6 separate regions of the Mus musculus genome follow, and all the other regions are linked to region 1. Evidence: chromatin contacts called from public promoter capture Hi-C data. All regions are on one chromosome and are shown on one strand. Each heading gives the region's core, a stretch centred on a gene start, on an enhancer-like site or on the middle of the called end of the contact. The rest is flanking DNA. Distances are from core to core; before and after follow the strand shown.

Region 1 (5,201 bases), core at 1,524-4,023:
GCACAGAGAAGCTGTGTGCCAGAGATAGCCAAGGTTGTACCGTATGCTGCAGCTGGACTTGGTAATGTGCAAGAGTCACCCAGTGGTACTGATTCTGAAGGCATGAAGGGGTCATGCAGAGCAGCTGAAGCTCAGCACTGTGAGGCCATGAAAGGCCATTGGTGAAGGTTCAGTCTCACCTGCAGTTGATGGCCCAGGACTGACAGGGGGTGGGGTGTGGTGGGGTGGGGATCATGCAAAGGAGCTGAGGCTTGGCACCATGAAGAGAGGCTATGAGAGGCTACTGATGAAGCCTAGTTGCAGTGGAAGAGCCCTGTGTACTGAAGATGCCAGTACCCCTCTGAGTCCCCAGATACCCTATGGATCTTACACAAGAAGCCTCCATACCTTCATGGTCCCTGGGGTTAAATGGTACCAGGCTCCAGCACCCCTCCTCCCAGGCAGCCTGCCAACTCCAAGACAAGGGAATGGCTTCTCAGACCGTCACTCCCACAGCCCTTGAGCACCGGGGGCCCATCCAAAGTTCTATGAGAACGAAGAGCCTACGGTTGTCTGACACCCCCTCCCCAACAAGACCCTTCACCCCCTTTCAAAGGACTTGAGTTGTCTTACCCTACCAAAGACTAGAGACCATCCTCATATTCCCCCAAGAGGGTGGGGTACAAACACCCTCCAGATGCCTTTCACTGCGGGGGGGGGGGGGGGGGGGCAGCCCCAATGGCTCCTCCCCCAGGTACCAGTGTGAAACCACCCTGTCCCACAACAAGCTGTGGCCCACTCTGTGCCGGTCCCTGAGGAGTCACACACTCATTGTTGGACTCTTCCCTTGGAAGCCTTCAGCAGAAGTACCCCAAGATGTCCATGGACCCTACAGTGGGTGGAGACTGCCCAGCTCCTATCCTTGTCCATTGGTGACACCCAAATCATTACCCTCACAATCTCAAACCCTAGAACCTGAGTGTCAGGAGAGCCCCCAAATGGCCTTCTCACCTGGGTCTCCCAGGGCTGTGCCGAATGCGCCCTTACACACTGGGTACCCAAAAGTCCACGAGTCCTCTGAAGGGGATCAACACTGGATCAACACCTCTCCTCAGGGGCCCCAAATCTCCACAGCTCGAATAAGGATGGTCTTGCCTAGAGTGGTGCTCTCCCTCAGGGGTTCCCAGCACCCCTCACTGGGGTCCTCAGGGGTTTGGGTCTGCCAGGCTTGGTATTCCTCCCTCAGAGACCCTCAAAGCTCCCCAGGACAGCCTCCAGACAGCACTTCCTTAGGGTCCCCTAGGGTCTCATGGGCCCCTAACTGGGGAGACTTGCTCAGTCTCAGCACATTACCTCTGGGGTGTCTTAGGAATCAGGCAGGGTCCTTTAAACCTATGACCCTGGGTGGGCAGGGCTTTCCTGCCTATTCATGGAATGTGAAGTGTCCCCCAAGGTCCTTGAGACAGGGTTTCTCTGTGTAGCCCTGGCTGTCCTGGAACTCACTCTGTAGACCATGCTGGCCTCGAACTCAGAAATCCACCTGCCTCTGCCTCCCAAGTGCTGGGATTAAAAGCGTGCGCCACCACTGAGGGAAACACCCAAAGGTGACCTCTGGCTTCCACATGCACAAACACATACACACACACCCATACACACACACACCCATACACACACACACCCATACACACACACCCACACACACACACACACACCCATACACACACACACACACACACACACACACACACACACACACACAAGCCATCCTGATCCCACTCAGCTAAGCTTAGGTCCTTAGGACCCGGCTTTATTGAAGTTTTACCTCAGTCTACACGTCTCCTTTAGGGTCCCCATGTGAGCACAGGTTAGCTTCATCAGCACCTGTCTCAAGAGCGCCCGGGTGGGTGGGGCTTCGGGGGCGGGGACTAACATTGTTTACACCTGTCACTTGTCCCTAAAGTCCCTCCCATGGGAGGGATTTGGACCCATCTGCACTAGTCCCCTTCCCCGTCCAGACTTTAACCTGTGTTAGGGTTTTTGGTAGGCGGGACTTACCTGCCTGCACCAGTTCCTGGTCCCCCCAGTGGGTGGGGCTTAGCGGTTTGCACCTGTAAGAGATGTGTCTCCCCTCCCCTTGGGCGGCGCTCAGCGCTCTGCAATCGTCCCTGGGGTCTATGGTGGGCAGGGCTCAGGCCTATCACCCAACCCTGGGGTGTCCTGGTGAGCAAAACTTAGCTGTCGGCATCTGCCCCTGGGGGTCCCCGGTGGACTGGGCTTCAGCGTTATGCATCTGTACTGAGGTCCCCGGTAGGCAGTATTTAGCCCTTATATTCCAGCCCCAGAGTCCCCAGTGAACAAGACTCAGCTAGCTGTGCACCAGCCCCCGGGTCCCCTGTGGGCTGGGCTTAGCTAGTTCTATGCACCGTCTCCGGGATCCCGGGTGGGCAGGACTCCGCTCATTTCACCTATCACCAGGATCAAGCTCCCCGCGTCCCCGGTGCCGACCCACGTACCTCGCGAGTGGTCACCTCCTCCTTCTCGGAGATCCGGAGCAGCAACCTATCATTCTCCAGCTCCAGCGCGCGGACACGGTCGATGTAGTGTGCCAGGCGGTCGTTGAGCTCACGGAGCTCCTCCTTCTCCTGCAGCCGAGACAGACGCGTGGGCGACAGCGGCGTGGCGGGCCCCGCGTGGGGCGGCAGAGACGCCATGGCGGAGGTGGCGGCGGCGGGAGAATCACCTCGGTTGCCCGAATGCGGCGCGCTCATTCAATCCGCGCCGCGGAAGATGGCGCCGCCGCCCGCAGCGCGCCGGAATTTGTAGTCTCCTTGGCGCGGAGCACGCAGGGAGCCGTAGTCCACAGGGCAGCTTGCGAGGCATGCCAGGAGATGTAGTTTCCAGCTTTCCAGTAAAACCCGGGGTTTGGCAGTTACCCTGATTGCGGGTGGAGGAGGCGTTCTGATTTCTACATGTGTACAGATGCACACATGAAGCCACATAAGCGCACACACAGAAATCAATTAATAAATTAAACAAATGCAGAACAAATCGAACAAAAAGACAGCAAGGGTGGGTGAGATGCCTCAGAGGGTAGAAAGGCACCTGCTGCCAAAACTGATGGTCGAATTTGGATCGCTGAACCCTACATACGAGAAGACAAGCAATGCACACAATTGTCTCCTGGACTCCAATTGGGTTCTTCGAAAAACACAGAAATATGTGAGTTTGTGTTTTTGTTTTAATTAGAGGTGTCACATATGGGGCTGCTTCAGATAGTCTGCAGCAGCTGACTATGATTTGCTTCGTGCTCTAGCAGAGGCACGGTTTTGTCAGTTGCACATAGTTTCTGCGATTGTGACCTTAGGAATTATGGACACTTTTCAGAAGATATACAAATGTTATGGCCCCAAGACGGGCTTTGGTTGGTCTCTGTTGGTAACGGTTTGTTAACTAGTCGTGTGCAAAGAAGAAACAACAACAAGAAGAAATTAGATAGCCTGACAGCAAAATCAAACTTGCTCCAAGGAACTCAATGCCCCCAATCAACAGGAAATAGCCTAACAATAATGTCACCCCCTCTTCTCTCTGTCCTTTCCCCCCTCCTATCTAGTGTTAAGGGTTGAAAGGATGGAAAGAGGGTAGAAAAGGGTGGAAGAAAGAAGAACCCACAAAGTAGCCAAGTTCTGCTAAAGTGTCCACACACAGGAACATAGTAAACAAATGTAATTTTTAAAAGAGCCGCCACAAGGCAAATGTCCACTACTGTCTTCCCAGCACTGGCAGGAGGATGGTGAGTTTGAGGATAACATAGCAGAAACACAGGGCTACCAATGTGAGTCAATGTGTAGAGTGTTTGCCTGACTGAGGTCCTGGCTTCTATCCCAGCACCGTGGATGAGCCCCCTGCTCTCACCTCAGCACCAGGCAGATGGAGGTAAGAGAATCAGGAACTCAAGGGCAACCTCCGTGACACAGAGGGTGTGATGGTTTGTATATGCTCGGCCCAGTGTGTGGCACTATTAGAAGGTGTGGCCCTGCTGGAGCAGGTGTGGCACTGAGGGTGTGGGCTAAGACCCTCACCCTAGCTACCTCGAAGTCAGTCTTCCACTAGCAGCCTTCAGATGAAGATGTAGAACTCTCAGCTCTGCCTGCACCATGCCTGCCTGGACGGTGCCATGCTTCCTGCCTTAATGATAATGGACTGAACCTCTGAATCTGTAAGCCAGACCCAATTAAATGTCCTTATAAGAGTTGACTTGGGGCTGGAGAGATGGCTCGGTGGTTAAGAGCACTGACTGCTCTTAACTCGGAGGTCCTGAGTTCAAATCCCAGCAACCACATGGTGGCTCACTACCATCTGTAATGGGATCCAATACTCCCTTCTGGTGTGTCTGAAGACTGCAACAGTATATTCACATACGTAAGATAAAAAAAAAAAAAAAGAGTTGCCTTGGTCATGGTGTCTGTTCACAGCAGTAAAACCCTAACTAAGACAAAGGGTGTGAGGGAATATGGGCTATATGAGGCTCTGTCTCAGAAAACAAACAAACAAAATGGAGACCTGGGCAAGCAAGAAGACCCACCCAATCCAAATCACATAGGCCAACATGAAGCTGGATGTGGTAGAGCACCTGCATGTAATGTCAGCACTCCTGTGGGGAGACGGGGAGCAGAGACAGGAAAGTCCGGGGACAGCTAGACCACAGTACACAGGAAGGGGGATAGGAAGCCAAAGATCCTCAGCCCCTCACATGAATACCGTGACATGTGCGCACACATGAGGGGGCAGAATGGGGAGAGGAGGATAATAAACAGAGCTTGGCTCCCACAATGTGTCAAGTGTCAAGGGCCAGACTATGGACCACCTTTCTCTAACTTGATGTTAACAGGTACCTGGGAGAGTCAATTTTTATGACTGGGAGAGGACTGCTCCCCAGTGCCACACCCACTCCTTGCAGAATAGCCTTCTCCCCGCACATATCATAACACTAAATCTATACAGACAGACTTACTGTCCCCTAGACAACACCTGACCTGTCATCCTGGAAAGGTAAGAATGACTCACTACGGTTAGCATTTGTCTTTCCTAAAGCTACATTGTGTCAAAGGATCTGACACTGTTACCCATTTTCTTTCTGTCTTTTTAAAAAAAGATGAGTATTTTATGTATATGAGTACACTGTAGCTCTATAGATGGTTGTAGCCTTCCTGTAGTTGTTGAGA
Region 2 (5,201 bases), core at 1,000-3,499, 510 kb before region 1:
AGGACTACACAGAGAAACTTGTCTCAAAACAACAACTACAGACAAAACCAGCCCAAGCTACAGACTGAGATCCTACTTGAAAAATAAAAACGTGGTCACCAGGCACAGTGCTCACACTATAACCCTAACCCCAGCACTCTCTCGGAGTTTGAGGCCAGCTCAGAGGGAAAAGGCCCCCTGCTACCAAGCCTGTCATGGTCACTGGAACCCAGGTCGTAGGGAACCCACACTTTCAAGCTGCTGTCTGACTTCCATGCACATACTGTGGCTGGCACTGGTGCCAACAAACACACAGACATGACATATAAAATACAACACACACACATACATGACATAAAAACCAGGGTGGAGGGGAGGCTGTGGCTGTTGCTCAGTGGATAGAGAGCTTGCCTGACACACAGGAAGCCCTGGCTTCCATCCCAAGCACATGAACCAGGTGCGTTCATGAGTTCAAGGCTATCTCTGGTCACAGAGAGAGTTAGAAGCCTGCCCCGGTTCCATGAGACCTACATGAAAGTAAAACTAGGAGAGTGCTCGAGGCACGGGTTGGGAACTGAGCCTGGCTGAGCTTGGCCGAGCTGTGCCTGAGTCCTTGACTCTCAGCACAGCCATTATTACTTTTTGCCTAGAGTTTTTTGAGACAAGACTCAATATGCAACTTAAGCACACCTAGAACCTGTGATCCTCCTGCCTCAGCCTCCCAAGCCTTTGGATTACAGGCATGCACTATCACGATGGGCAACATACTGTGGTAAACTTGTAAACTCCTGTTACATCGCATATGTGACCGTGACAGCTGGCACTTGGCTTCCGAGGACTGGATGTCAGTGAGATTCTTGTCTCAGGTGAGTGGGAGTTGGGGCTGATTCATCAGAAGACCCTTCCCTGGGCAGCAGGACCAGGCTACTGGGGGCAAAGTTCATCCGCTGCTCTGTTTGGTTATGCCCAGTGGGACCATGTGGATACTGCTCTGTTTGGTTATGCCCAGTGGGACCATGTGGACAGTTTGTAGACAGCCCATGAATCTGAACTACACAGAGCACCAAGATACCAGCCACTGAGCAACAGTGCCAGAACCTTACCTCCTCTGTCCCCTGCTAAGACACCCAGAGTGTCACCTCCAAGCCTCACACACAAACGGAATCTCCCACAGGTGAGCCCTCTCCCTGGCCTCCCAGCAGGTGTCTTCTGTCTGATCCATGCCACCCTCCGCTGCGGCCACTAATACCATACAGCCTACCCAGAAGGGTCAGTCATGGTATAGCTATACTCATTCATTCATCATTCATGGAGACAGGGTTCAATGTACCCTACCCCGACCTGGAATTCACTATGTATCAGAGGATGGCCATAAACTCCTGGCTCTTGCCTGCCACCACCCCACCCCTCTACCCCCAGTGCTGTGACAACCCCTGTGTGGCGCTGTGGATGGACCCTGAGCACCATCTTCTGGAGACTTCCGGCACCTGTGCGTGTAGTACCGGTTCTATGTACTACACGCACACAAACCCACACATATACATATAATTGGAAATAAACTATTAATAAAAATTAAACTGGAGAAGATGGCCCTTTTCCCAGAGATCCCAGGTTCAATTTCCAGCACCCACATGCTTCATAACCATTTCTAGCTCTAGTACCAGGGGAGCCGATGGCCTCTTCTCGCCTACCTGGATACTGGGCACGTATACGGTACACAGACACGCATGCAAAGAAAACATTCAGGTGAGGGTGGGTGCCCGCTATTCTAGCGTTCAAGAAGTGTGAGGCAGGATGATTGGTGGGAGTTCCAGACCAACTTGGGGTTACAAAAACACTGTTTAAACGAAAAAACGAAGTACACGAAAGACTGCAAAATCAAAGCCAAAGGCTGCAAGTCGCCAGGCTGCACGTCGGAGTTCCGAGCCGTAGGAGTCCAGGGTACCCACCCAGAGCCGCACACAAGGCTACCCAGGTCAAGCTGGGGAAACCCAGGCTTGGAGCACCTCAGACACCGAACGAAGGCGATTGCAGCTTAACCTCGGAGCTTCCACCTGCACTGTGTCCCGCAATACTCTGCCTGTTACAGCCTCAGGTTTCCCCAGTCCCCAGAGCACACGGTGGAATGGCGGGTGACCTCCTCACCAGTTTCTGGCCAGTTCCCGGTAGCGCGGGCCTAGAAACCTGCTCAGCATCGCTGCAGGGTCTCAATACTCAGGGTCACCCCGTTCCGCTGCCCTGGAGCACTACGCATGTGCAGACGTATAGCGCATGCGTGAAGGCGATCGCTCCACCTTTTCCGGGGGTGGCGCCGAAGACATTGACATCTACTTCCGGGGAGGAGAGAAAGACGTTACTGATCCGCTTCTGTCCTGGTTCTGTGGTTGCAGTGGATCCCAGCAGTAGCTCCATGCACACTGGAACACCGGGGATGGGGTGGGGAGAGTGTGTGTGACTTTGACCACGTAGTACTAATCTGATAATAACTTTAATAATACACATACTTAGGTGTTTTTGATATGGGGGTCTCCTATATTCAGGGCTGGCCGTGAATTCCTCAGACTCCTGCCTCCACCTCCTAAAGTGTAAGCCTGGGGTAGACAGGGAGTGCTGGGACTGGACCCCAGAGCCTTGGACACGCTAGAGGAGCGTTCGTCCCACTGAGCCACAGCCCTATCTTTGATCAATTTAAACCAGAGGAACTTGAGCACAGACCCTGAAGGGGAAAGGCTCGAGTTGGGCCACACCTTTGAATACATTTGAAGTTGTCGGTGAGTCGCTGAGGGACTCCAGTCAAATGGCAAGTGCCCTCTTAACCTCCATTTGCTTGGATTTTTGCAATGGGACACCTTTGGTGCACAGGCTGACTCTCATTGGTTACCCTCTCTGCTTAAGTCCCTGCTTTGCCTGATCTCCCAGAACAGGCACATTTTAACTACTCAGCTAACCCACTAACTGCACCCCTGACTGGCAGAAAGAAGGCGGGCACATCCTCAGATACACATCCCTCCGGAAGGAGCCTAGATAGAAGGTCTGTCCCTTGTTACTTCAGCCTCACTTTTGAATGGTCAGCGACTGGCATATGGGTGTCTGCGGAGCCCTGGACCCCACAGGCCCAATGTATGTAGGTTCAGTTATGCCACTGACCTTAGCCAAGAACCAGACCACAGAGTTGCTACATCAGGGGCGGGCCTTATTACTAGGTTGGGGGTTCCATGCCCTTAGGATTGTGGAGCAAGGAAAATTCTTTGCCCTCAGGAGACCATGTCCTCTGGTTGACACAAAAGGATATCAGGCTGAAGAGACAGTTCAGTGGGTAAAGTGTGTGTCATATAGCATGAGGACCACATAAACCATGTGTGGTGGCCCACACTTGTAACCCCTGTCAACATAGGATGACAGACACGGGATCCAAAGGCTGAACTACTCTGGTCACCTCCAGGTTCAGCCAAAAGCCTGTCTCAGGTACGGCTAGGAGCACTGCCTGTTCATTCATGTTGGGTTTGGTTTCCAGCACCCACATGGCAGCACCCAGCCCCTTGTAGCTCCATTTCTGGGAGATCTGATGCCCTCTTTTGACATCAGAGCCTGCACACACGTGGTGCACAGATAAATATACAGACAAAACATCCCATAAACTTTAAAAAAAGCAAAGCTGGGTATGGTGGCCACGTGTTTAATGCTTAGGACTGGGGAGACTGACAGACCTGGAGCTGAGTTAATACCAGCCTTGCCAGCATGGCAAGCTACAGGCCAAACACACACAGTGCAACCTTAAAAAAGGTCATAAGGCAGAGGGCCTCAGTGGTAAGTTGCCTGAGGACCCAACTTCATAGAGATGTAGCTACACTTCTGTAAGTCTAGATCAGGGAGATGGAGACTGTCAGAGGGTGGCCATGCACCCCCGGGCATAGGGACTCACAGCCACTTGGGCCCAAGACAGGTCAATTGCTTCCCAAAAGCCTGAAGTCTGGGTGATCCCACACTCTCCTGCCTGTTTGCCACTAAAGCAGAGATAAGGCAAGGCAGTCTTGTATTCATTCCAGCTGTTCCTCCCATGGCTTCCAGAAGTGGCAGGTTCCCGAGCCAAAGTGGTAAACAGATTATTTGCCATAACAAGGCGTTACCATGGTTCCGAACAAAATCTTCCTCACTAGAGGCTTTTGAGGTGTTTCAGGAAGTGTAACTTGTGGGGACAGAGGTCAGCATGGAACAGGCATGAACAGTGTTGTGGTGTGTCCTGGTGGTCTCACCATTATCCTACCAAGAGACTAGGATGCCACTGGGATCTGAAACAAGGGGACAATACTTGGGAGGGGACCCAAGGACCAGTGTACAGATGAGAATGTAGGAGGCAGCTGTGGGAGCATAGGCTTGTGTGATGTGTCTGCTGACCCAGCTTTACAGCTGGAATCAACTCACCCAACCTGCTGGGCACACCTGTAGGGGACGCTTGTGCTGGGACCCCCTAAACCTGGGCCACACCTTCCGGTGGTAGCCCACATAAGAGGGCATGGAAGGAGAATGCTTTTGCTTTTTGCCTGCTTGCCCTCACTGGTGTCAGAACCCTGTTCTTCAGGATTCCAGTGCAGACCCAAGACCAGCATCCCCTAGGAATCCTACAGGACTCCAGCACTGAATTGGGACTGCTGGCACACTGAATAGCTACAGTATTCTTGGAGACAGTCGCTTTGTCGCTGTTGAGAATACCCAGGTCATGGCCTGTAAGCCATTCTAATATCCTTACACACACACACACACACACACCTTATTCTAGCAACTTTTCTTTAGAGGTCCCCTAATGCATGACACCCAAGTATTGAGGACCATGAGGACGGCCCACTTCACATGAGGAGGGCATGGTTTAGCCAAGGAGCACATGCCTGGCACAGACAGGCCTTGGGTTCATGTTCATGGGAAGAGGAAGGGGCAAGCATCTAGATCTTGTGCCAGGCCTCAGGGTAGGGGTGACCCTTAGATCAACACTGGGTCTTTTGAATGCTACTTTAATAACCTTGTAGACCATGAAATATGACGATAAATTCTAGAAACAGAAACAGACATGAGACTTTTATACAAAAATTTGTTGCTTACAAAACATACGGAAAAAAAAGCTAAGGGAAAAAAAAAAGACACGGAAGGCCTCGTTCTTGCTAACTTTTGTCTACATTTAAAAAAAAAATCTGAAAACTAATGTTCCTTTATTCTCCTTTAAAAAAACG
Region 3 (5,201 bases), core at 2,019-4,518, 450 kb after region 1:
ATGCCTGTCTTGGGTGTGGAATAGGACAAGTTTTCATGGAGCCTTTTACTGGGCTGAGGACCAGAGAGGGTGCGTCTCTGGTGCAGGGTGCCCAGCAGCGTGGGCCTGACTCAGGCTTTGCCTCCTTCCTTCCTAGATGACCTACTTCACCGGGCTGCTGGTGATCCTGGCCTTCGCAGCTTGGGTGGCCCTGGCAGATAATCTGGGTGTGGCCGTGTACGGGGCTGCAGTGCTGCTAGGTGCAGGCTGTGCCACCATCCTTGTCACCTCCCTAGCCATGACAGCTGACCTCATTGGCCCACACACGGTAGGGCTGGTGGGAAGAGCCTGGGGCGTGGTCAGGACCTCCGGTCTGGGCACTAACCCCGTGTGTCCCCCCAGCACAGTGGAGCCTTCGTGTATGGTGCTATGAGCTTTTCGGATAAGGTGGCCAACGGACTGGCAGTCATGGCTGTGCAGAGCCTGCATCCCTGTCCGTGAGTTTTTGTCCCTCAGACTTGGAGAGCATGCATTCCTTACTTTGGGCAGTTCGTTTATTCAGCAAACACTGAGGGCACACAGAGCCACTCGGAACCTCACAGTATTTGTTCCTGAGCCACCCAGCCACCTGTGCTGGCCCAGGACAATGGCAGTCCTGTCGGTAACTGCTAAGCAGAGGTGGGGTTGAGCGTGGGGTCTAGGAGTTTGACAGAAGGCTGGGAGGCTCCCTGAGAACCTAGCCCGTGTGCCAGAACCTCTGTGTCGCTGCAGGGCCCAAGCAAAGGTCCTTGGGCAGGACTGAGGAGACCGTGCAGGAGCCAAGAGACCAAGGGCAGGGCTGTGGGCTGCAGGGGACTGTGAGCAAGCGCATGCAAATGTGCATATTTGGGGGTATGTGTCTAGGGTCCCCTGGAACTTGAAATGGAAACCACAGAGGCAGTTTCAGGAGACACTGCGGCACTCCCCAGGGACCAGCAGCTGGACCTTTCTCTCCTGTCCTTCATTCACCCTCTGTTCCCTAGCTCTGAGCTGTGCTGTGGGGCCTGCATCAGCTTCTACCACTGGGTGATGACAGCAGTGACAGGCGGCGTGGGTGTGGCCGCGGCTCTGGCTCTCTGCAGCCTCCTCATCTGGCCCATCCGCATTCGCAACCGTGGGTCTCCATTACTAGGACTTGGGTGGGGGCGGGGTGCAACCTGGGACCCGCCCTTCCCAACGCCACTCCACTCCTTATTACAGGGGACCCGCGAGACCGGCCTTGACCTCTGGCTCCCCAGGGCGACGTTATGAAGGACCAGGCAGACACCCTGCCCCCTCCCCAACCTGCTCAGGATCAGAGGGCACGGCCTGCGGGTGGGTGTACCCGGCCAAGCTTGCTGAGTGAGCCCTAGGGGCCCGTTGTGCCTCGCCCCACTTTTGACAGGGATGCACCAGCCTACCGGGAGGCTGTAGGGGACACATGCCCGGGCTGCACGTGGGAGAGATCACCTGGCTTACGGGGACACGGACACACGGGTCGGTAGCACGGCTTTATCAGAGCGCGGGTGTGAAAGCCGGAGGAGGCTGGCCGATGGCCGGGCAGGGCCGCTGCAGGCCCCGCTGTCTGAAGTCCTGCGCGGTGAAGCGCGGCCGCTGTGGCAGCGACAGGAGCGGCACATAGTCGGACCGCCAGGGCAGCTTTGCCCCGAACTGGTTCCTGGTGACCACTGCGGACAGGACCGGACGAGCTCTGCAGCTGCGGGGCCGGGGGTGGGGGGGGGGCTCCCAAATCCTTATGCTGACCGAGCCCACCAGGCCACGCCCATCCTGCGCTCCCGCACCTCTGCCCATTGCTGGCCTAGCCCTCCTTATTTTTTCGTTTTTTTTTTTTTTTAATATTGTTTTCTTTTGACACTAGCTAGCCCAGGCTGCCTCCGGGACCAAAAATCCCCCTATCTCTGCCTCCGAGAGTGGAGTGACCCACGTGCAGTACTACCCCCGGCCCCCTCCTGTCCGCATCCCCTCAGCTCACCGAACTCCTTGCCACGGATTTGCCTGTCCCTCCACTGCATGCACCCCCAGCGCGGGCCTGAGTTGAGATACTGCGCGGTTATCGCGGGGTCCCAGAAGGCCATCTCCCGCAAGTGCTGTGTGTAGGCTGCGGGGAGGCACGGAAGGGAGGGTGTCAGTTTGAGACCCACGGGTGTGCACGACCGGAGGTGGGATACTCACCGGGCGGCAGGCCACGCTGGCGACTCTGAAAGCAGCCGTGCCAACGCGTGTGGGCCTCGCGGTACGGAGTGTCAAGAGCACGGGGCAGCTTGTACCAGGCATCACCAGGTTCTGAGTTGGTCAGGCCGGTGAACCACACCTGGCCGGCCGCATCCCGTCCCATGGGCGTGAATTTCCAGCGCACGGCTTGTTTGATGGCCGGCGCCCAACGGGGCCCCTCCAGGGACACGTAGTCATTGCTGAGGGAGGGTGGGGACTGAGCCAGGGCGTCCTGCTGGTCCCAGCCAGCTTTCCTGTCCCAACTCTTTGCCAAGGTGCTGGGTGAGAGTCATCCCCTTCTACCCATCTCCTCTGTGCACTTTCCCACCTGCAGTCTATATCTTGTAGCCGAGAATGGCCCTGTTTGAGGCAGTTGTCAGTGTTGACCTGGCAGCAATCCTGCCTCAGCCTTGAGCCACTTATGGCTGTTGGGGGAAGGAGGGACCAAGGGTGTGCCTAGCCTGTAACTCCCCACAGATGGTGCATGCATGGGAGGCCATGCAGGCTGCAGGAGTGGGGCTTGCAAGGGACCCACGTGAGGTGGCCTGTCATCAGCACCATGGAAGGCCCAAGTGTGAGCAGACCTATGAAATGGGACTTTTCTGCTAGGTGTGGGTGGCGACACTAAGTGTGCCAAGGCAGGAGGATCTCTGTGGGCTTATGAACAGCTCGGGATACACACAAGAATCTAAAAAGGGAGGGCATTCAGGCACATGGCTGCCACTGCAGCACCTGTAGACAGGAGAATCAATAGACCCCTCTGCTTGGGAGTATGAGTGGCAGCACCTGTCTGCTTGGGAGTGGGTGTGTGCAAATGCCTAACTTACAACCCTTGCATACCTCCATCCCAGCCACCTGAGCTGCTGGTAGGGGTAGGGGATCTGGGGTCTGGGTGAAGAAAGGGACCAAGGGCAGGAACCCACCGGTAGAGATGGTCGGGGAAGTAGAGTTCAAGGGTGCCTGAGGGAACAGAGGGCCGAGTAGCCTCCCGCCTCACGTTTTCCATGTCTGGCCCTGCCTGCCCAGAGGCTCTAGTCACCAAGGCCCTGGGGCCATTGTTGACAGGGACAAAGGTATCCCAGCAACAGGGAAGCGGGCAGCCACAGTCTAAGACCTCAGCTTACTTCCTGGTGCGGGGCTGGGACCCAAAGTGTTCCCTCCCCCCTCCCTGCCCCACAGCGGGAGGTCATGCCCTCTAGAGCGTGGGTCTCCACCCCATCTCTGTCCTCAAGACACATCCAAGTAAGGGCACAGTGACAAAGGCCACAAAGTATGGGCCATGATCTAGAGATCCACAGAAGGAAGTGGATACCTAAGTCTTGGGTTGGGGAGAATGCTCTGGGATCACTGGTGGCATCGCTGAACATGCAGAGCCCAGGGCCTGCTCATTCTGCTAGTGCATCCTGTGTATCTCATGACAATAAACAGCAACAACCAATCTCATAGCTCAGTCAACCCTTTACAGTCTGTATAGGCGGCGCTCCACTTGGGTTCCTGTTTTCTCACCAGACATCACCTCCCCCTCTCTGGTCACCAACATGCTAAGCTTGCTCCAGTCAGGGTCCTGGCCAACTTACCCAGGACACTGCTGTGGGGTGGGAGCCCAAGCCACAGGCCCTCCCTGCTTGCAGTTCTGGCTCTGTAGGCTTTGGTCCTTACTCTCTGACTCACCTGCACCCTGACCTGTATACCAGCCCTTCCCATTCATGGCCTTCACAGTCACAGCTGGCTGCTCTGTCCAGGGCAGGTGCCTTCTGAACCACACACACCAAGAAGGTCAGCCAGGAATCAGAAGGCAGGCTGCACCTACCCCTGCATATGGAACACGCCCAGCAGGATTTCCACCAACAGGAGGTCACAAGGGCCTGTGACACTAGTGCACATCTAAAGGCATTTTGCTTTTGGGTACAGATGTCAACAGCAGCAGGTGGCCCTGAACCTTAAACTCCTGTTAAGTGCAGAACCCACTTAGCTCACAAGGCTATGACTCCCACAGGCCTGCAGGCAGCCAACCCCATAGTGACTGTGTCCCAGGGGCTTCTCCAGCCATCAGCAGTTTTGGGGCAAGGCAACAAAACACAGGAGACCGACCCCAAGGTGTCACAAATACATATATACACACGTGCACACACCATAGGCCACAGCCACCACACTGGGAATCCCCAGGCAAGGGGCAGTGGAGATGGGGTATGAAGACAGGGAGGCCCAGGAAGCTTAGAGGCAGCCAGGAAGAGGCAGACAAGGCAGCTGGCTAGGGACAGGGTGAGCTGACACCCACGGGGAGGGGTTACAGAAGGCGCACACACAGACAAAGGGTGGCAATGCAATCAGAGTCAACGCAGTTAAGAGTGTCACAGGGTGAGAGGCCCAGGTCCCTGCCAGTGCCTCCCAGGGTCTTCTGGTTTGGAGTGGCAGCAGAGAGGGGCACAACGGCTCAGGTCCCCAGGTGACACTGGGTTTGGGGATTTCATGGGATCTCAGCCTCCTGCTCAGCTGTGTCCAATATGGCTTGGGCAGTGGTAACAGGTGGCAAGTGTCCATCTGGCTGAGGGTCCCCATGTCCCCGTCCCAGACACTGGCTCCACAGCTCACAATGAGGCATTTAATGAGACTCTGGGGTCTCCGGCTCCCGCCCGCCAGATGCTTCTGGGGAAGGCGGGCACAGCAAGGCCTATGCATGCTGGCTGCTCCATCTCTGCCTGTGGGCTTCACATCCCGCCTGCGGGGTCTATCGGATCCGGGTGAAGAGGTTGAGCACAGACACAGATTCCTGGGAACAGGGGATGCAGGTGACTGTGTGCCAGGGCTGTGAGAGCCCAGGGACACAACAGCAGGCTTGCCCACCACCCTGCCATGTTACCTTTGTAGAGCGTGTTTTGCTGAAGACATTCCAGAACCTCAGGGTCTCATCTCCAGCTCCGGTGACTATGGCCTCCCCATCAGGGGACATGGCCTATAGAAGGGGCAGAAGG
Region 4 (5,201 bases), core at 974-3,473, 320 kb before region 1:
GGGATTAAAGAGGCATGAGGCGTACGCCACCATGCCTGGCCCAAGATAGGTTTTAATTCAAAGAGAAACTGCTGTACAGCTGAGGGGCTGGGGAAGTGGTTCTGAGTGGAGCCTCTGCCTAGACTCTGCCAGTGAGGGGCAGGGGCATTGCTCAATGGTGAGGGCTTGTATAACATCTTTTAAAGATATCTTTTTAAAAAATTTTTATGAGTATTGATATTTTGCCTTCAGGTTTGTCTGTGTAATGGTGCTAGGTCCCCTGGAAGGGCAGTGCAGTTACCTCGCAGGTACAAGCTGACCTGGTGCTGAGAGTTGAAGCCGGGTTCTCTGGAAGAGCAGGCTGTCCTTTTAACCACTGAGCCATCTCTCTAGCTCCCTTGCATAGCATCTCTTAGAAAACTTCTCTGCATATCTATCTGTCTCTGTAACACATGCCAGCCTAGCACCCATCGAGGCCAGGAGAAGTCATTTGGTTCCTTGAAGCTGGAGTTACAGATGGTTGTAAGCCACCATGTGGGTGCAGGGACTCACATCAGGTTCTTCTGGGATAGCAATCAGGGTTCCCCATTGGCAAACTGCCTTTCTAACCCTGGCAGAGCATTTTTAAAAATATTTATATCAGTGCCTTGCCTTTGTGTATGTATGTGCCTTGTGCACACAGAGGTTTTAAAAGGCATCAGACTTCCTGGAATTGCAGTTAGGGATGGCTGTGAGCCACCATGTGGGTGCTAGGATCTGAACCTTCATCCTCTGGAAGATCAGCCAGTGCTCTCAGCCACAGAGCCATCTCTACAGCTCCTGGCCTAGCATTTCTATGGACCTGGGCTTAGTCAAAAAATATTAAAGAAACAACATGGGTTTCCTGGTGGCCCTGTTTTGGTGTGATGACCCAAAACTTGGTTTTCTTCCCAAGACCCTTGGTTCACATGGCTTCCTAGAAGCCAGACACTGTACCTAAGGGTTCTAGCTTCGTTTTTTTGTTTGTTTTTCGAGACAGGGTTTCTCTGTATAGCCCTGGCTGTCCTGGAACTCACTCTATAGACCAGGCTGGCCTCGAACTCAGAAATCTGCCTGCCTCTGCCTTCCAAGTGCTGGGATTAAAGGCGTGGACCACCACCACCCGGCTTGGGTTCTAGCTTTGTAATGCTGGTCATATCCACACTAATCTCCCACTTATCTGTCTTGCAAGCAGCCATACACCAAACTCATGGGACCTACTCTGCTCTGATAAGCTGGTCACAAGGCATTCCTTATTCCAGAAAGATTGTGTTTGGCAGACAGGCCTAGAAGATTGCAAACAGGTTGATCCTGGAGCCAACCCCAGGCTCTCTGGTGCCACTTTCTACCTTCCTGCTGGTCAGGGCTCAGCCAGGCAATCTGCTGTTTATGTCCTAAGCCACAGAGGAAGAAGGACCCTGGGAGAGACTCAGGGACTCTGGCCTGGGAATGACATGTTGGGCAGATAAAGCTACACTGTGAAACTCTTTATCTAAAACAATAATTAACTAAAAGGTATTAATGTTAGGTCATCTCTCCTGCCTCTATTACTTGTTCATTTATTTTCTTCATCTTTTGTTTTTGTTTTTTAAAGACAGGATCTGTCCTGGAACTCCCAGTGATTTGCCTGCCTCTGCCTCCCAAGTGCTGGGGTTAAAGGCCCTCGCCCCAACCATCTTGAACTTTTGTTCTCTTGTATCCACCCCCAGAGTGCAGGCATGACCAGCTTGTGCCATGAGGAATGCTATGTATGGAATCCAGGTTCTCCTGGGTGCTAGGAAAACACTCCATGAACAGCCCCAGCCCCAGACTTATTCAGAAGTTCACATATCTGTTTCACCCATGTACAGATGAGGAGAATGAGGGCCTGAGTGGACCTAAAACTTCAGACTACAGTCACTTTCCAAGCAGTAAAAGTGATTGTTCACCAGCAACATGGGACTTTACAGAAGTATGATGGCAGATGCTCTTTGAGTGACTAATGGCCATAGAGTCTCCTTCTGCCTCAAGTCTTCTCTCTGCTGATGTCTCAAAGTGTCACAAAGGGGCCGAGTTCAGTGCCATCCCAGGATCTCAAACCACAGTATTCTACTCGCTGCAGCACACATAAGAAAACCCCCTAGACTCAGCAAGGCCTTGTGAAGCAGCCACGCGCACGGCCTTAAGGGAAATGTAGTCGCATCGCGCAGGCCCCGCCCATGGAACTACGCTCCCGTGGTGCCCCGCGGTGGCAGGCGTGGCGGCCCGGTTGCTAGGACTTGGATAAGCGTGGCGTTCGCTCGGGTGTCCCTCAGGTGAGCAGCCGCCGTAGGGGTTCGGCTTTCGCCGTTCCGAATCCGCCATGGGGCACCGGAGATGGTGACAAGGCAAGGGCGGTGGACAGGGAAAGAAGGCCTTATCGGGACAGACCGCGTAGCCTGAGAGGGTTGTGCGCGTCCCGGGAGGCGGTGGGAGTACGCGTGCGCGAGTAGTCAACGCTAGTACGCGTGTGCACAGGGCTTTTCGCCCACCGCGCCCTATGCCGTTGGTTTGCGGCGCACGCGTGTACCCTACTTCTGATTCCGGAAACCCTGTGATTTCCAGCTGCTTCCGGTTGTATGTTCCGGGTCATCACAGTCCCCTGCCTCAGGGTTATCTTATCCACCATCCTTACAGCAGGTGTGCAGTTTCCCTTTAAGCTCTTGTACCCTATGGGGTTTCTTGGGGTATCTTGGTGGTACCAGGGATCGAATCCTGGACTTTGGTTATATTAGACTGGCACTGGACTACTGATCCCCTTCCCCTCCCTTCAGAAGTGGATTCCAGGAGCTTTCGCTAATCTTTGTACCCAGCCCTTAAATGGATGATTCCAGGCAGGGACTCTACCCCTGCGCCACACCCCATCCCCTCACAAGGGGCCCTAACCTAAGCTTCAGTCCCTCACTGGTGGACATAGGTAGGCTCAGCACTGCTGAGCTCTACCCCGAGCCCACTTCATTTTTTTTATTTTGGAAGTTTCCTGTACCGCTGAAGCTGGCCCCGAACTCCCATCTAGTGGCTTATTGAGTGACTTGTATTTCAGGCCTGAGCTTCCAGACCTGATCCTTGTAGTCTGTCCAGCCACGGTCCCATTCTTTTGGACCCTATACCCAGGACCCAAGGCCCATTGTTTGCCTGCAGTTGTTGAATGCAGAGGGCGTGTGGTTCCTCAGAGGTGGGAAGTGTCTGCTGGACCGCAGGTCCTTGTCTGTGGTACAAGGAGCCCCTTTCAAACCTGTTCCCATGCTGGTGTACAGTGGGCACCTGTCACCTAAAACAAGGGAATAACAGGCCACAATTGCAATGAACATGAAGGGCCCCTTTGGCCAAGCATTGGCTACCATCCTATAGCTATTAAACTCCTCTCCAGAGGCCCATAAGCCCAGGCTGTCATCTGTCCCCAAGGCATCCATCTTTCTGTGTCCCTTGTTGTCTAGTCTTGAGGGGACAAACAAAGCTGTGTCTTCTGCCCTGGAGACAGTGGCGCTTTGTAGCCCAGTCAGGCGCTGTGCGTTGTAGGCGTGGTGTATGCCCTGGGGAAGCCAGATGTCACCACGCCCTTCATGGGCTCTGCCTGCCATGGGGCCTTTGCAGGGGCAGCCATGGTGACACCAGGATCTCAGACACCCTTGGTGCTGTTCTCCCTTCTTAGTCTCAGGACTCCTAGTGGCACCCGTGACTCTCTAGTTAGCCCATAGAGACATTCAGTGTTGACCTGGGCAGCTGGGTGAGCCCTGAAAGCCAACAGATGTACCTGAGTCCATCGCATAGGTTCCTGTGGCCAGGTAGACATTGGTGGGGGTGCCAGGATGTGGGTATGATGATGGTCAGGTAGCCCTGCAGGTCGCCTCGTGGGCACTTTTTTCTTTTCTCCCCTATTTCCTTCTCGTTTGTTTGGTGCTCTGTATTTACCTCAGGGTTTGAGCAGGGCAGGCAGATTCCCACCATTGAGCTATACCCCATCCCCTCCTGCTGCGCTGCTCCCAGGATTGCTTGACCCTAATCGCCTGTAGGTTATGGTTAGTTGTCACGGCAAGGTGTGGGAAGGAGCTAGCTGTCAGCCAAGCCAATGATCTGAGGACTAAGGATGGCGAGAGGGTTCGGTAGCAGGAACCGGATGGCAGGTGGTGGTGCCTTCCTCCTCAGATTTGCCATCCTGCCCTGTCTAGCTCTGACTGAGCAAGGAGAAGCCTCTGAGGCCCAAGAGGCTCTGCTCCCACAACCTTTTCTCCGCTGGGCGTCTGGGGAGCCTGGCTTTTCTCCTGTGTGGAACAGCGTGGTGGTGGTGGTGGTGGTGGTGGTGGCTGTCAGCTCAGGCTTTATCCGGGTGCTTGCACAGCAGGCCATGAGCATTGACTGAAAGCTCAGGTGCAGTGGATAGCCAGGTTCCCAGGCTAGCCCACTGAAGCAGGAAGTGGGTTGACTGAGCACACTGGAAACAGGTCATGGGCACGTGCCTGCCTCTCTTGGCAGGGTCTGCATTCTTCTAGGGTGCATCATAGGCCTGCCACCACCTATTTCTGGGGATTCAGAGGGTTGAGATGGGGTCTTGCTCTGTAGCACTGACTGGCTGGCCTCCAACTTACAGCCATCTTCCTGCTTCTGCCCCAGGTTCTGACAGGTGTGTGTTATCAGGTAGATCACCATGGTCATGTCCCATAGAAGCCACCTGGGGTCAGGGACACTGTCAGTCTACCTGAACCCCATTCTCCCATATATATATTCACTGTAGAAAATGGGACATTTAGCAGTTTGGAATGCTAATGCCCAACAGCCCCGGGGCCAGAGCCAGGATCTGCATGTGCTATGGCCACATCCTCTGCAGGTCTCACCTATTCAAGGGCCCATGAGGCTGTTCTCTCATGGGCTGCACTAGACAGGTCCACTCCCCACACAGCAGGCAGAACTCACCTCCTTTTCACTATAGGCCTGAGGTCTTGAAGCCACCAAAGCATGTCAGCAGCCGTTCTGGATTTTTGTTTGTTTTGGTTTTGTTGTTGTGTTTTTGGTTTTTGGATTTTTTTTTTAAAGATTTATTTTATTAATATATGTAAGTACACTGTAGCTATCTTCAGACACTCCAGAAGAGGGAGTCAGATGTTGTTGCAGATGGTTGTGAGCCACCATGTGGTTGCTGGGATTTGAACTCTGGACCTTCGGAAGAGCAGTCGGGTGCTCTTACCCAC
Region 5 (5,201 bases), core at 1,534-4,033, 280 kb after region 1:
CCAAGTAGGCGGCCCATGGTGGCAGCCTCAGTGGCTGGCCACACCAGTTTTATTTTCGGGGTCTTTTTTGTTGTATTTTTGAGACATGGCCAACTGAGCCAGGACCTCTGGGCAAAAGTGACTACAAATCTTAAAACCCTACACAAGTAACCACAGCTCTTAGAACCTCACCAGAGTGGTAGAGCAAGTCTACTCCCATTCCCCAGGCGGGGCGGCAGGGGCTTTAGGGTTGATAGGGCTACAGCTTGTGTGGCTTCTCCATACACTGGGATAGGACACTTGTGGAAGACTTGGGTCATTGTGGGGTCACCTGACATGGTTGCCTTGATGGGGGTCATGCGGGGTCCCTTGGGTGGAGTGACCAGAGGGCTGACCCTCCCATCCCGCAGGAGGAGGATGACCATCGCACAGAGCCTGGAGCATTCCTGGATCAAGGTGAGGCTTCTGGACCCCGGGATCGAGCTCCGGGGAGGGAGGGCTGTAGACGTGGGCCCCTGCCGCAGCTCTGCTCTTCACAGGTGCGCAGGCGCGAGGACGGCGCCCGGAAGCCAGAGCGACGGCGGCTGCGCGCCGCGCGCCTGCGCGAGTACAGCCTCAAGTCCCACTCGAGCATGCCGCGCAACACGAGCTACGCCAGCTTCGAGCGCTTCTCACGCGTGCTGGAGGACGTGGCGGCGGCAGAGCAGGGGCTGCGCGAGCTGCAGCGAGGCAGGCGCCAGTGCCGGGAGCGCGTGTGTGCGCTGCGCGCGGCCGCCGAGCAGCGGGAGGCGCGCTGCCGCGACGGGAGCGCAGGGCTAGGGCGCGACCTGCGACGCCTGCGCACGGAGCTGGGGCGCACCGAGGCTCTGCGCACGCGCGCGCAGGAGGAGGCGCGGGCGGCGCTGTTGGGTGCCGGGGGCCTGAAGCGTCGCCTGTGTCGCCTGGAGAACCGTTACGACGCGCTAGCCGCTCAGGTGGCCGCTGAGGTGCAATTCGTGCGCGACCTGGTGCGTGCGCTGGAGCAGGAACGGCTGCAGGCTGAGTGCGGCGTGCGCTAGGCTGCGGCACCCCCAGACCCCGACCCACCCCCAGAATAAAGCTGCTTTCCACGTACTGTCGCCTGTCTCCCACGCCCCGCAGGGAGGGTGGGAGCGAGCAACCCCACGATAGGTGCTCTCCTACGCCGCCGAAGAGATTATGGCTCTGCCACACCACACACCAAGGGTGGTGTCACCCACAGTTCACATAGAGACGTGCAAGGCTCAATTGGTAAAGCTGAATCTCAGTGGGGACCCGCAGTATCACACAGCTCCGAAAAGGACACACTGCGGGGGTGTGGGGAGACCTGGAGGACACTTAGAGGATATGCACCTGTCATCCCAACTCGTGGAGGCCGAGGCAGTTTGTGACAGCTGAGTCCTGCCTGATCTGTCCCTGGGGCTCTGGGTCAGTTTGTATAATGAGCAGTAACGGGGTCTGCGGCATTCAGATGCTGTCGTGTGCACAGCCACTGTGAGGCGGCAGGAGAGAGCCAGGCCAGGTTCCAAAGTCTGAATGCTGGCTGCCCTCTCTGAGTCCCACACCCTATGGCAGCTTAACCACCTGTAGGTCAAGATTCTGGGATCCAACACCTTCCGCTGTCTATGGGCATGGGGCGTGCACATGATGCACAGACACAAGCTCATAGAGAAGCCATGTGGGATGGCAAAGGCCTGGGGATCCGGATTTGTGAATTCAAGGTCATCCTGGTCTACAGAGTGAGTTCCAGGACTACACCTAAAAACCCATCTCAAAAAAAAAAAAGTGACTGGAGAGATGGCTCAGCTGTTAAGAGCACTGACTGCTCTTCCAGGGGTCCTGAGTTCAATTCCCAGCAACCACATGGTGGCTCACAACCATTTATAATGGGATCTGATGCCCTCTTCTGGTGTGTCTGAAGACAGCTACAGTGTACTCATATACATAAAATAAATAATTTTTTTAAAGCTGTTGCCATAGGCCCCTTCACGAGCTTTCCCGATAAGCCCACATTTTACAAAAATATGAACGTGTAATAGAGCATCCTCGGGACCCAGAAATGGAGCGTTATTTGGGAAGATTGGTCTGTTAGCTAAATTGAACGAAGGTGGGGCTGAGCTGTAGGCAGAAGAGGAATGATATAGAACAGATAGGTTCAAGCTGGAATGGGGGACCGGAGAATGCCGGCTCCGGGTGTGTGCACCAGGTTTCTGTTTCCGTATCAGGGCTTCACCCGGTTAGTGAGGACGGGCTCGTGGCTTCAGGTAACGCTGACGACAGCTGATAGGGCCGACACAGCTGACAAACCCCTGTGGCTTCTCAACCCGCTTTAAACTCCAGGGGCCAATGAGTTCTTGTGTCTCCAAAGCTGGTAACCAGACACCCCAAGTTATGAGCCTTGTCAGACGTCTGGGGCTTAGTAGCAAGGCCCCCTGAGTTGAGTCTTAATCAGTTAATTGACGCATTTATACGTTTTTGAGACAGGCTTTCACTATGTATCCTTGATCTGTGTTTGTGGTCTAGTTCGTACCTCCCCACAAGCTCCCTCGGGTTTAGCCTCTTGTAGGTCAGAGGGCACTGCTGTGCGCCATCCCGCCCCCACCTCCACCCGACCCAACCCCCCACCCCCGTCACAGCCTGGAACAGGTGCACGTAGCAGACCGGGCCTAGCCACGTTCGCGGTCGCTCAGCTCTTGACCATACTAGGGCAAGCAGCTCCCTCGCTATTAATAACCTGGCGGGGAGCCGGCGTCGTGTCTATAAAGCCGAGCACGCCAACCCCAAGCGGCTCCTTCAACCCCTGAGATCTTAAACAAAAGTAAGTACGCCAACCATCTCCCCTCCTTGGCCCTCACCCAGGCTTCCTGCGGCAGAAATGACCCCAAAAGTCAAAGAATTGTGTTAAAACGAAGGATGAGTGAAACACAGACCCTGCTGGTCCCGAAGGCTTGTGGGACAGCGGGCAGGAGGAGCTGTCATCTAAAGGGTGCAGAGCCAGGGACATCCCATCCTACCCAAGTGACCCCCAAGAATGCATGTGTGTCTTGGTGTGGGTGGTGAAGAGCTGGGGGATCAAAGAGGGGACTCTCTGTGTCCCCAAACTCAGTTCTCCTCTGGGTATGCAGCTCCCTGAACTTCTCTGTAGTTCAAAGCCAAAGCCATTTTTTTTTTTTTTTTGAGGTAGGGTCTCTGTAGCCCTGCCTGTCCTGGAACTTGATATGTCCAGGCTGGCCCTGGACTCAGGGAAATCCTCTTCTCTCTGCCTCCTGAGCGCTGGGATCAAAGACACGCACCACAACTCCTGGCTAAAGGGATTTTGTGGCTGTCCCACATGCATAAACCCAAGGTGTGTCCCCAAATTCCACCTGTGACCCATTACTGCAGACCTACTCCTGATGGCTGGAGAGACGAGGAGATGAGAAGTTCCTTTCCAGACAACTTGCAGTCACCGGGTGCATGGTGGTGTGTGGGGGTAGGGTGGATGACCTGGGGACACCCACCACTAGTGACTTCTGGCTCCTGTCAGCCCCTCCCCTCTGGCTTTGGCTGATCTTCCACTTAGTGTCCAGGATGCCCATCTCTTCCCTGGCCCTTGGAGACCTGAGGTCTGGAGAGCAGTGACCTTTGCAGGTGACAGTGTTGGACCAGGTGGGGCCCTGGGGTCTAAGTGCTGACTGAGTGTTCCGCTGAGCGCTGGCTGATGTCTGTGACAGGTGTCAGTGCAGGGATAGGACAGCACAGGGTGGGGAGGGCTGCCTGTCACCCATCTCCAGGTCCTGAGCAAACCACCACTATCACCTCAGTCTCTGGGTGTGGTTATTAGGACTTGGGGTGTGTGGGTTTTGGTGAGGTCACAGTCCTAGGGTTAAGTGTGGGGCAGGAGAGTCAACAAGAAAAGCTGAGAATCTGGTTCGGTGGATAAAGTGTTTGTCTCGAGTGCGTGGGGACCTTGGTCAGAATCCCTAGGACTCAACTCAACTGAGGCACAGCAGTGTCTGTATGGAGTCTGGAAATCCAGCCAGGCAGGGGACCTTATGCTCTGCTAGGTCCCACAGGCCAAGTTCTTCAGGATCTGGGGACAATAGAGCTGAGGGGTCAGCCACGAGGCCCCACTGCTGGCTCTGGGGCTTGTGAGTGTCCCTATCAGCACGGTAACCCATACGGGAGACAGAGGAACCTTGAGCTCATTTTGTGGGGATGTCTGGCTGGGTGTTCTGTGTGGGGCATTCTGGAAGGTGCTGAGTAGTGTCCCACTCTGTGTCTGGAGCTCCCCCAATGTGACACTTGTCCCCAGCCCCCACCGAGAACCTTCACGAGGACACAATCACCAACCTGAGGTTTTTGTTTGTTTGTTTGTTGAGACAGAGTCTCATGTAGCTCCAACTCACTATGTAGCCACAGATGACCTTGAAATTTTGATCCTCCTGCCTCCACCTCCAAGTGAGTGCTGGGTTGGTAGATATGTCAGAATGCCCAGCTCTAATCCACCTTTTTTTGTGACAGACCTTGGACAAGGGACTCCATCTTCCCTGAGCCTCAGTATTCTTAGCCATGTAGAGGAATCCATTTTATACACTGTTCCTCTGGGCGTCAATGTCAGGGTGTCCTGTGTCTGTCCTGGACCGTCCTATGGCCCAGTTAGGGATGCTGGTAATGTCTGGAGTGTTTGTGGGGGAGCTTGCTTCTCTCTGAGTGGGTGGGAGAGGCACACGTCACTAACAGAGGCCAGCAGAGGCCTCGGCTTGGCCAGCTTGCTAGGAGAAGGTTGGGGTAGGCAGGTGACCCTGGAACCTTCTGTCCCTCTGGAAAGGCTTCGAGGGGCTTTCCCCAGCATGCTAGGACCCAAAGGAGGCCCCAAGGGCAGGGCTTCTTGGCAAGGCTCTGCTTGACAGACAGAACACGGGTCAGAAACCTACCTCTTCTGAGTCATCCCAGGCCTCTGGAACACGCAATAAACCCATCCCGACACAGGTGCACCCGCCTGGTGAGCCGAGGGTGGGGTCCCTGAGGACATGGGATGTTCTGGGGAGACTGGGCAAGCCAGTGACTCTGATGCTGGTCCCAGCATTTAAAATGTTCATATTACATTGGTGTGTACATGTGTGTGTGTGGGGGGGGCACGTGAACATGCCACAGCACATGTGTAGAGGTCAGTGGATACCTTGTAGGAATGGTTTCCTTCTTCTCCCATAAGGGCCTTGAAG
Region 6 (5,201 bases), core at 1,388-3,887, 260 kb before region 1:
TGAGAGCTGAATCCAAAGGTCCTCAGCAAGAGCAGCAAACCCTCTTCAGCACAGAGCCACTCTCCAGCTGCCTTAAAACAATCTTACTTTTCAGCGCTGGACATTGAACCAGATTGGCATGTGTCCGCACTCAGCCATTCACTGGGGGTTCCCAAGCCATGCCCTCAGCCTTCAGTTTCCTTGTATAGCTTTCTTTAATCTTTAATTTTTTTTTAAATATTTTTATTACTACGTATTTTCCTCAATTACATTTAGAATGCTATCCCAAAAGTCCCCCATACCCGCCCTCTTTCTTTAGTTTTTGAGACAGGGTGGCATTAAGTATCCCTGGCTGTTCTGGAACTTGCTATTGGCCATGCTAGTTTTGAACTCACAGAGATCCACTTGCCTCTGTTTCCCAAGTGCTGGGACTAAAGGCCTGTGCCACCACACCTGAGTCTTTATAGTTTCTCTGACAGAATCTCCCTAGGCTACCCAGACTGATGTAGAGTTTGCAGTCCTCCTGCCTCAGCCAAGAAGTAACTGAGTTCATGTCTGGGTCACCACACACGTTGCTCCTGGATTCTACACTGACAGTCAACCCTGAGCTACATGGTTGGTGGGTGGCAGCCAGGCCCAGGGAGTTATGGCCCTTCCCCACAGCTACCTTCTGACTCGTCTGTGTTGAACCCTGAGAGACTGTTACAAGCACAATACAGAGGCAACACATTCGAGCAGTCCCAGATGGGGTTATCTAAATGAGTCCAGTTCACAGGTAGGGAAACTAAGGCCCAGAGAGCTCAGAAGAAGGAAGGACCTGAAGGGTCTTTCTGGTGCCTTCCAACAAGTCAGGCAGCCGACCCCTTAGCAACCCTCCACAGCACCACTAAGAAACCTCAGCCACTTGGAAGCCAAGTCCTCCACTGCCCACCGTACCACCTGTGAAGCCCCCCCCCCCCAACTCTCCACAAGCTGTAAAGGGGCTACAACATCCCCATTCTTCTTGCTCCGGCCCCCACCTGAGTGAGAGACCTCTGAGTCAACACTTCCCCTCACCTCTGCCCCTCCAGCAAGAGACCACTTCTCTCTTTCCCAGAGGGCTACACACACACACCCACGTCCACATTCCCCATTCCTGCCATCAAGCTGGACAAGCTACCCCACATGGTCATAAAGGTCATGTGCCAAGAACCGCACTGGCAGGCGGTACACGCTACCACAGCTTGCACAGAACTCGCAAAAGGCCTCAATCCTTTCTGAGGCTGTGCCAGACCCTTGCCCACTCCCAAAGAGCTCAACTCATCGTGGCCATGGTGAGGTCTGGGGGTGATGGCTCAGACAGGCTGGAAGCCCAGTGCTGGAGGAACAAGAGGCAAGGGTCTCTGATGGGGCCAGTAGGTTAGATGGTGTGAGGTGTGAACATGGGGTAAGAAGGGGATCTAAGGGGTCATGGGTGGGGACGGAGGGGGCCCTAGAACTGGATAAGCTGGAGGAATGTTGGGGTGACTAATGGATTCAGAGAGCAGAGAGGATCCAGGATAGAACGGAGCAGAACCTAAGGATAAAATGAAATGGCCCTAGAACCAGGTTCAAGGCAGGCAGGACCCAACAGAACCTCCAGGTTCCCATGTTTAGGAAGTACACTGTGGGGGAAGGGGGTTGTGGGAACCAGGTTCAGGTGAAGGGGTCAGGAATCCTAAGGTAAGAGCCTGAGGCTCCAGATTCAGGGTCCAGGGGTGGTGAAAGGTCTGGGTGGGGTGTAGAGTCTGAGGTACATGATCCTGGGTGGAATGCAGATTCTTGGGGTGCAGGGTTCTAGGATGCAAGGTCTGGGGTGCAATATCTAGGAATAAAGAATCTGGGTGCAGTCCAGGCTCTTGGGATTAGGGTTGGGATGAAGGGTTCAAGCAGACTGCAAGGTCTGACTGCAGGATTTGGGATGCAGGATCCTGGGATGCAGGGCCTGGATAGGGGTGCAGGTCTGAGGTGCAGTCTTGGGTGGAGTTCAAGGTCTTGAGTGCAGGGTTCTAAGGTGCTGGTTCATGGGGTGCGGGGTCCAGGTGAAGTGCAGGATCCGGGTGGGGGAACAGAATGGGGGGGTGCAGGCTCTGAGTGGACTACGGGGTTTAGAGTGTGCGGGGTCCAGGTGGAGTGCATGGTCTGTGATGAACGGTCCCGGGTAGGGCGCAGGGTTTCAGGGTGCTGGTTCCTGGGGTGCAGGGTCTGGGTGGGGTTCAGGGTCTGGGGATGCAGGGTCTGGGGTTGCAGGGTCCGGGCGCGTCCCGGCGGCCCACCTGTGCGCGGGGACGCGCTGCGAGCTGAGCCCCTTGCCCACCAGGAAGTGCACGTCGCACAGCACCTCGTTGTTGAAGAGGAAGGCGAAGCGCTCCTGCACCGTGGGCTTGGTGGCCTGCCAGTTGTACACGGGCTCGCGCAGCAGCGCGCCTGGGCCCGCGTCGTCGCGCTCGTCGCCCACGGCCTGCGCGTCAGTCCCGGGCCCAGGCGGCGGGGACGGGGGCGGCGGAGGCACCGGGGCGCAGGCAGCGGCGTTGCTGGGGGCGGCGGCCGCGTTAGCACTGGGACCCAGGCTGCCCGCGCCGGCCCCGACCCCCGGCGGGCAAGACGCGCGCCCGCTGCCGCCCGCCGCCATCTTGTCGCTGCGGCGCGGGGGCGGAGCCACGGAGGGCGTGGTCATGGGGCGGGGCGTTTGAGAGGAGGAAGGGAGGGGCGGGGCTAAAGAGAGCCGAGACCTGAGAGGGGCGAGGGGAGGAGACAAAAAGGGAGGAGCCAACGGGAGGACGGGAAGGGGGAAGAAAGGGCAAGGCTAGGGAGGAGGATGGATTGGAAAGGGAAACGGGGAGGGAGAGAGGGAGGGAGGGAGGAGAGGAAGATGGAGAAGCGATTGTGAGCGTAGAGAGGAGGGGAGGGAGGATGGGCGTGGCAGGGCTAGGCCCAGGATTGGTGAGACAAGGAAGAGGAGGGCCCCGAAATGCCAGAGGAGGAAGGAGAAGGGGAAACAGAGGAAAAAGGGACCGAGAGAAATGAGAGGGAGAAATGGATACTGGGACAGAGAGGAGGGCAACAGGAGGGGTTGAATGGGAGGAAAGAGAAGGATGTGGTAACGGGGGAGGAGCAGAGACAGGAGGTAGGGGAGGTAGTCCGGGCCATGGAGGCGCAGGCCATCCCTGGATTCGAGCAAGGGCAGGAGGAGAAGGATGAGGAGAGGCAGGGAAGGCATGGAGAGGTAAAGGACAGACAGAGGAAAGAAGCAGGAAAGACAGCATGGGGAGGGGAGGGGAGGGGAGGGGAGGAGGAGGAGGAGATCACACAGTGGAGGAAAGAGGCCCAGACTTGAGGTGAAGGGGCGTGGTGCATCTGAGCACCCCGGGGCTAGAGGGCGGGGCCACAGGGTCTAGATGGAAGCCGACAGAGGAATAGGGATGGAGGGAAAAAGGAAGAAGGACAGGCCTTTGAAGATGGTGAATGCGGGAAGGTTAGGAGAAACGGAGAGGAACAGAAGGAAGTGAGGATGTTGAGGTCTCAGGCCCTTGATCCCACCCACACAATGCTCCTGAGCCCCTGAACCTAGCCAATCCCGGCTCTGCCTTAGGCTGTAGGACATTAAGAACCCAAACTAGCTGGGCAGTGATGGCGCGCTCCTTTAATCCCAGCACTTTGGAGGCAGAGGCAGGCGAATTTCTGAGCTCTAGGCCAGTCTGGTCTACAGAGTGAGTTCCAGGACAGCCTACACAGAGAAACTCTGTCTCAAAAAAAAAAAAATAATAATAATAATAATAATAATAACCATAATAAAAAGAGCCCAAACTAGACTGTGAACCCAGAAAGGGAAAGAAGTGGAGTGAGGGGTAAGGTACAAAGAGGAGGAGAGGACAGGCCAGGCCTGAGGAAGGAGAGACTGGAGGAGGGGCAGGAATTACTATGTATCTGGGCATGGTGGGCAACACCTGCCATCCTAGCACTGGGAGCCTGAGGCAGGAGGATCACAAATTCAAAGGTGGACAAAGCTACTCAGGGAGGCAGAAGGGGAAGAGAGGAAGGAGGGCAAGCTTTGTTTCCACAGGTTAATTAACAGGGACTGACTGGCTTAGTCCTGAGTCTCACGAATCTCATCTGGAAACAGGCTCAGCAGAGGGACCAATAAAAGTGAAGAAAGAATCCTAGCACGAGGATAAACCATCCAAACAGATTTCAACAGCCTGGATCAGGCCTTGCCTGCAAGCCGCAATAGCTCAGGGCCTTTTGTCCTGACAGCTAATAAATGTCTTTACTGTTCTGGGCAAGTCTGCTCTGTTTTTCTGTTATTTGTAGCCAAAGGCTGGGAGTTGAGGCAGCTCTCCTAGGCCGCCATCTTTAAACACCTGCCATTAGGGACTTTGCTCTTGAAGTGCTTATGACAAGCCTGATTTGATCACTGGGACAGTCAGGGGGTTCACAGCCAGTTAGCAGTGGACAGGAAAGGATTGTAAACGGAATGTCCTAGTACACACATGGTGGCAGCATTAGATGCATGCTTGTAAATTCTGCCCAGAGTGTGGTGATACATGCCTTTAGTTCCAGCACTTGCAGGCAGAGACGTAGGCAGACCTCTGTGAGTATGACGTCAGCCTGGTCTACATAGCAAGCTCCAGGACAGCGAGGGTTACACGCACGCGCATGAACACACACACACACACACACACACACACACACACACACACACTCACACACACAGAGGTCCTGCGATCCCGGGGGACATCTTTGGAAACCTAGAATCCCCACTTCATGAGGCGGGCAAGATGCTCCATATGTGAACACAGATTGAAACTGAACAATTGGACAGACAGACCTGACATTAGGACAAGTAACCTTCTTAAGACAGTATTCAAAGAGAAAAACACAAACGTAATAGGCCACAGAAAGCACAGGATGCATGGGCAGGAAAATGTCTAGGCCGTTAGCCCACTTCAAACAGCAGCCTGATTCTGTGACCCCGGAACATTCCTTTTATGCTCGTTCCTCCTCCCTTTAAAGAACCTTTGTGTTTCTTCCTTATTTTTAGGGTGCAGACTTTGATCATCTGTGGAAGAGATGGGTGTGGAACTCAAGGCAGAGCTAAATTCTAGCCAGAGCTCCACCCCTGACCATGCCCCACATCCGCTCCTCATTGGGGGATTCTAGGCAGGGCTCCACCCCTGAGGTGCATCACTAATAGGAATCATTAT

What was found. Promoter capture Hi-C pulls out the DNA fragments that hold promoters and counts their contacts. Capture Hi-C pulls out chosen DNA fragments and counts their contacts.
Region 2: a contact with region 1 is called in a promoter capture Hi-C map of liver, with 2.9 times the contacts expected there. The contact joins the promoter of Uqcr11 here to the promoter of Lmnb2 in region 1. A contact is called at or near these places in 5 of 39 promoter capture datasets (embryonic stem cells, hematopoietic stem and progenitor cells, hippocampal neurons and 2 more), 2 of 115 datasets of contacts at active chromatin or transcription factors (embryonic stem cells and microglia) and 2 of 9 other capture datasets (adipose tissue and liver).
Region 3: a contact with region 1 is called in a promoter capture Hi-C map of the SN4741 cell line, with 2.4 times the contacts expected there. The contact joins the promoter of 4930404N11Rik here to the promoter of Lmnb2 in region 1. A contact is called at or near these places in 7 of 39 promoter capture datasets (the SN4741 cell line, cranial neural crest, embryonic stem cells and 3 more) and 1 of 9 other capture datasets (liver).
Region 4: a contact with region 1 is called in a promoter capture Hi-C map of fetal liver, with 2.5 times the contacts expected there. The contact joins the promoter of Scamp4 here to the promoter of Lmnb2 in region 1. A contact is called at or near these places in 8 of 39 promoter capture datasets (the HPC-7 cell line, the SN4741 cell line, fetal liver and 4 more), 2 of 484 Hi-C or Micro-C datasets (embryonic stem cells and uterus), 3 of 115 datasets of contacts at active chromatin or transcription factors (embryonic stem cells, extraembryonic endoderm stem cells and pancreatic cancer cells) and 1 of 9 other capture datasets (adipose tissue).
Region 5: a contact with region 1 is called in a promoter capture Hi-C map of liver, with 3 times the contacts expected there. The contact joins the promoter of Atcayos here to the promoter of Lmnb2 in region 1. A contact is called at or near these places in 4 of 39 promoter capture datasets (embryonic stem cells, liver and neural stem cells), 7 of 484 Hi-C or Micro-C datasets (B cells, the G1E-ER4 cell line, cerebral cortex and 4 more), 4 of 115 datasets of contacts at active chromatin or transcription factors (Th17 cells, bone marrow-derived macrophages, embryonic hindbrain and 1 more) and 4 of 9 other capture datasets (adipose tissue, liver, macrophages and 1 more).
Region 6: a promoter capture Hi-C map of adipose tissue shows a contact between it and region 1. The contact joins the promoter of Btbd2 here to the promoter of Lmnb2 in region 1. A contact is called at or near these places in 2 of 39 promoter capture datasets (macrophages and maxillary cranial neural crest), 3 of 115 datasets of contacts at active chromatin or transcription factors (embryonic stem cells, microglia and pancreatic cancer cells) and 1 of 9 other capture datasets (adipose tissue).

What each region holds. Positions count from the first base shown.
Region 1 is chr10:80,915,472-80,920,672 of GRCm38.p6, forward strand. It overlaps Lmnb2 (lamin B2), which reads right to left and starts at 2,774. Exons shown (of 12, transcript NM_010722.5): 1 at 2,493-2,774. The coding sequence starts at 2,747.
Region 2 is chr10:80,404,572-80,409,772 of GRCm38.p6, forward strand. Uqcr11 (ubiquinol-cytochrome c reductase, complex III subunit XI) reads right to left here and starts at 2,250. Exons shown (of 3, transcript NM_025650.2): 1 at 2,125-2,250. The coding sequence starts at 2,174. It overlaps Tcf3 (transcription factor 3), which reads right to left. Exons shown (of 19, transcript NM_001164149.2): 19 at 4,970-5,201.
Region 3 is chr10:81,362,552-81,367,752 of GRCm38.p6, forward strand. 4930404N11Rik (RIKEN cDNA 4930404N11 gene) reads right to left here and starts at 3,269. Exons shown (of 4, transcript NM_001014836.3): 1 at 3,153-3,269; 2 at 2,191-2,429; 3 at 1,991-2,116; 4 at 1,473-1,685. The coding sequence starts at 3,235. The coding sequence ends at 1,513. It overlaps Mfsd12 (major facilitator superfamily domain containing 12), which reads left to right. Exons shown (of 10, transcript NM_028657.4): 7 at 137-307; 8 at 382-476; 9 at 1,002-1,132; 10 at 1,219-3,674. The coding sequence ends at 1,241. Fzr1 (fizzy and cell division cycle 20 related 1) reads right to left here. Exons shown (of 14, transcript NM_019757.1): 13 at 5,090-5,182; 14 at 4,328-4,999. The coding sequence ends at 4,958.
Region 4 is chr10:80,600,659-80,605,859 of GRCm38.p6, forward strand. It overlaps Scamp4 (secretory carrier membrane protein 4), which reads left to right and starts at 2,224. Exons shown (of 7, transcript NM_019575.4): 1 at 2,224-2,291. It overlaps Adat3 (adenosine deaminase, tRNA-specific 3), which reads left to right and starts at 2,222. Exons shown (of 2, transcript NM_001100606.1): 1 at 2,222-2,291.
Region 5 is chr10:81,191,908-81,197,108 of GRCm38.p6, forward strand. Atcayos (ataxia, cerebellar, Cayman type, opposite strand) reads left to right here and starts at 2,784. Exons shown (of 3, transcript NR_015477.1): 1 at 2,784-2,815. Dapk3 (death-associated protein kinase 3) reads left to right here. Exons shown (of 9, transcript NM_001190474.1): 7 at 1-4; 8 at 390-435; 9 at 519-1,290. The coding sequence ends at 1,037.
Region 6 is chr10:80,653,857-80,659,057 of GRCm38.p6, forward strand. It overlaps Btbd2 (BTB (POZ) domain containing 2), which reads right to left and starts at 2,638. Exons shown (of 9, transcript NM_145361.3): 1 at 2,274-2,638. The coding sequence starts at 2,629.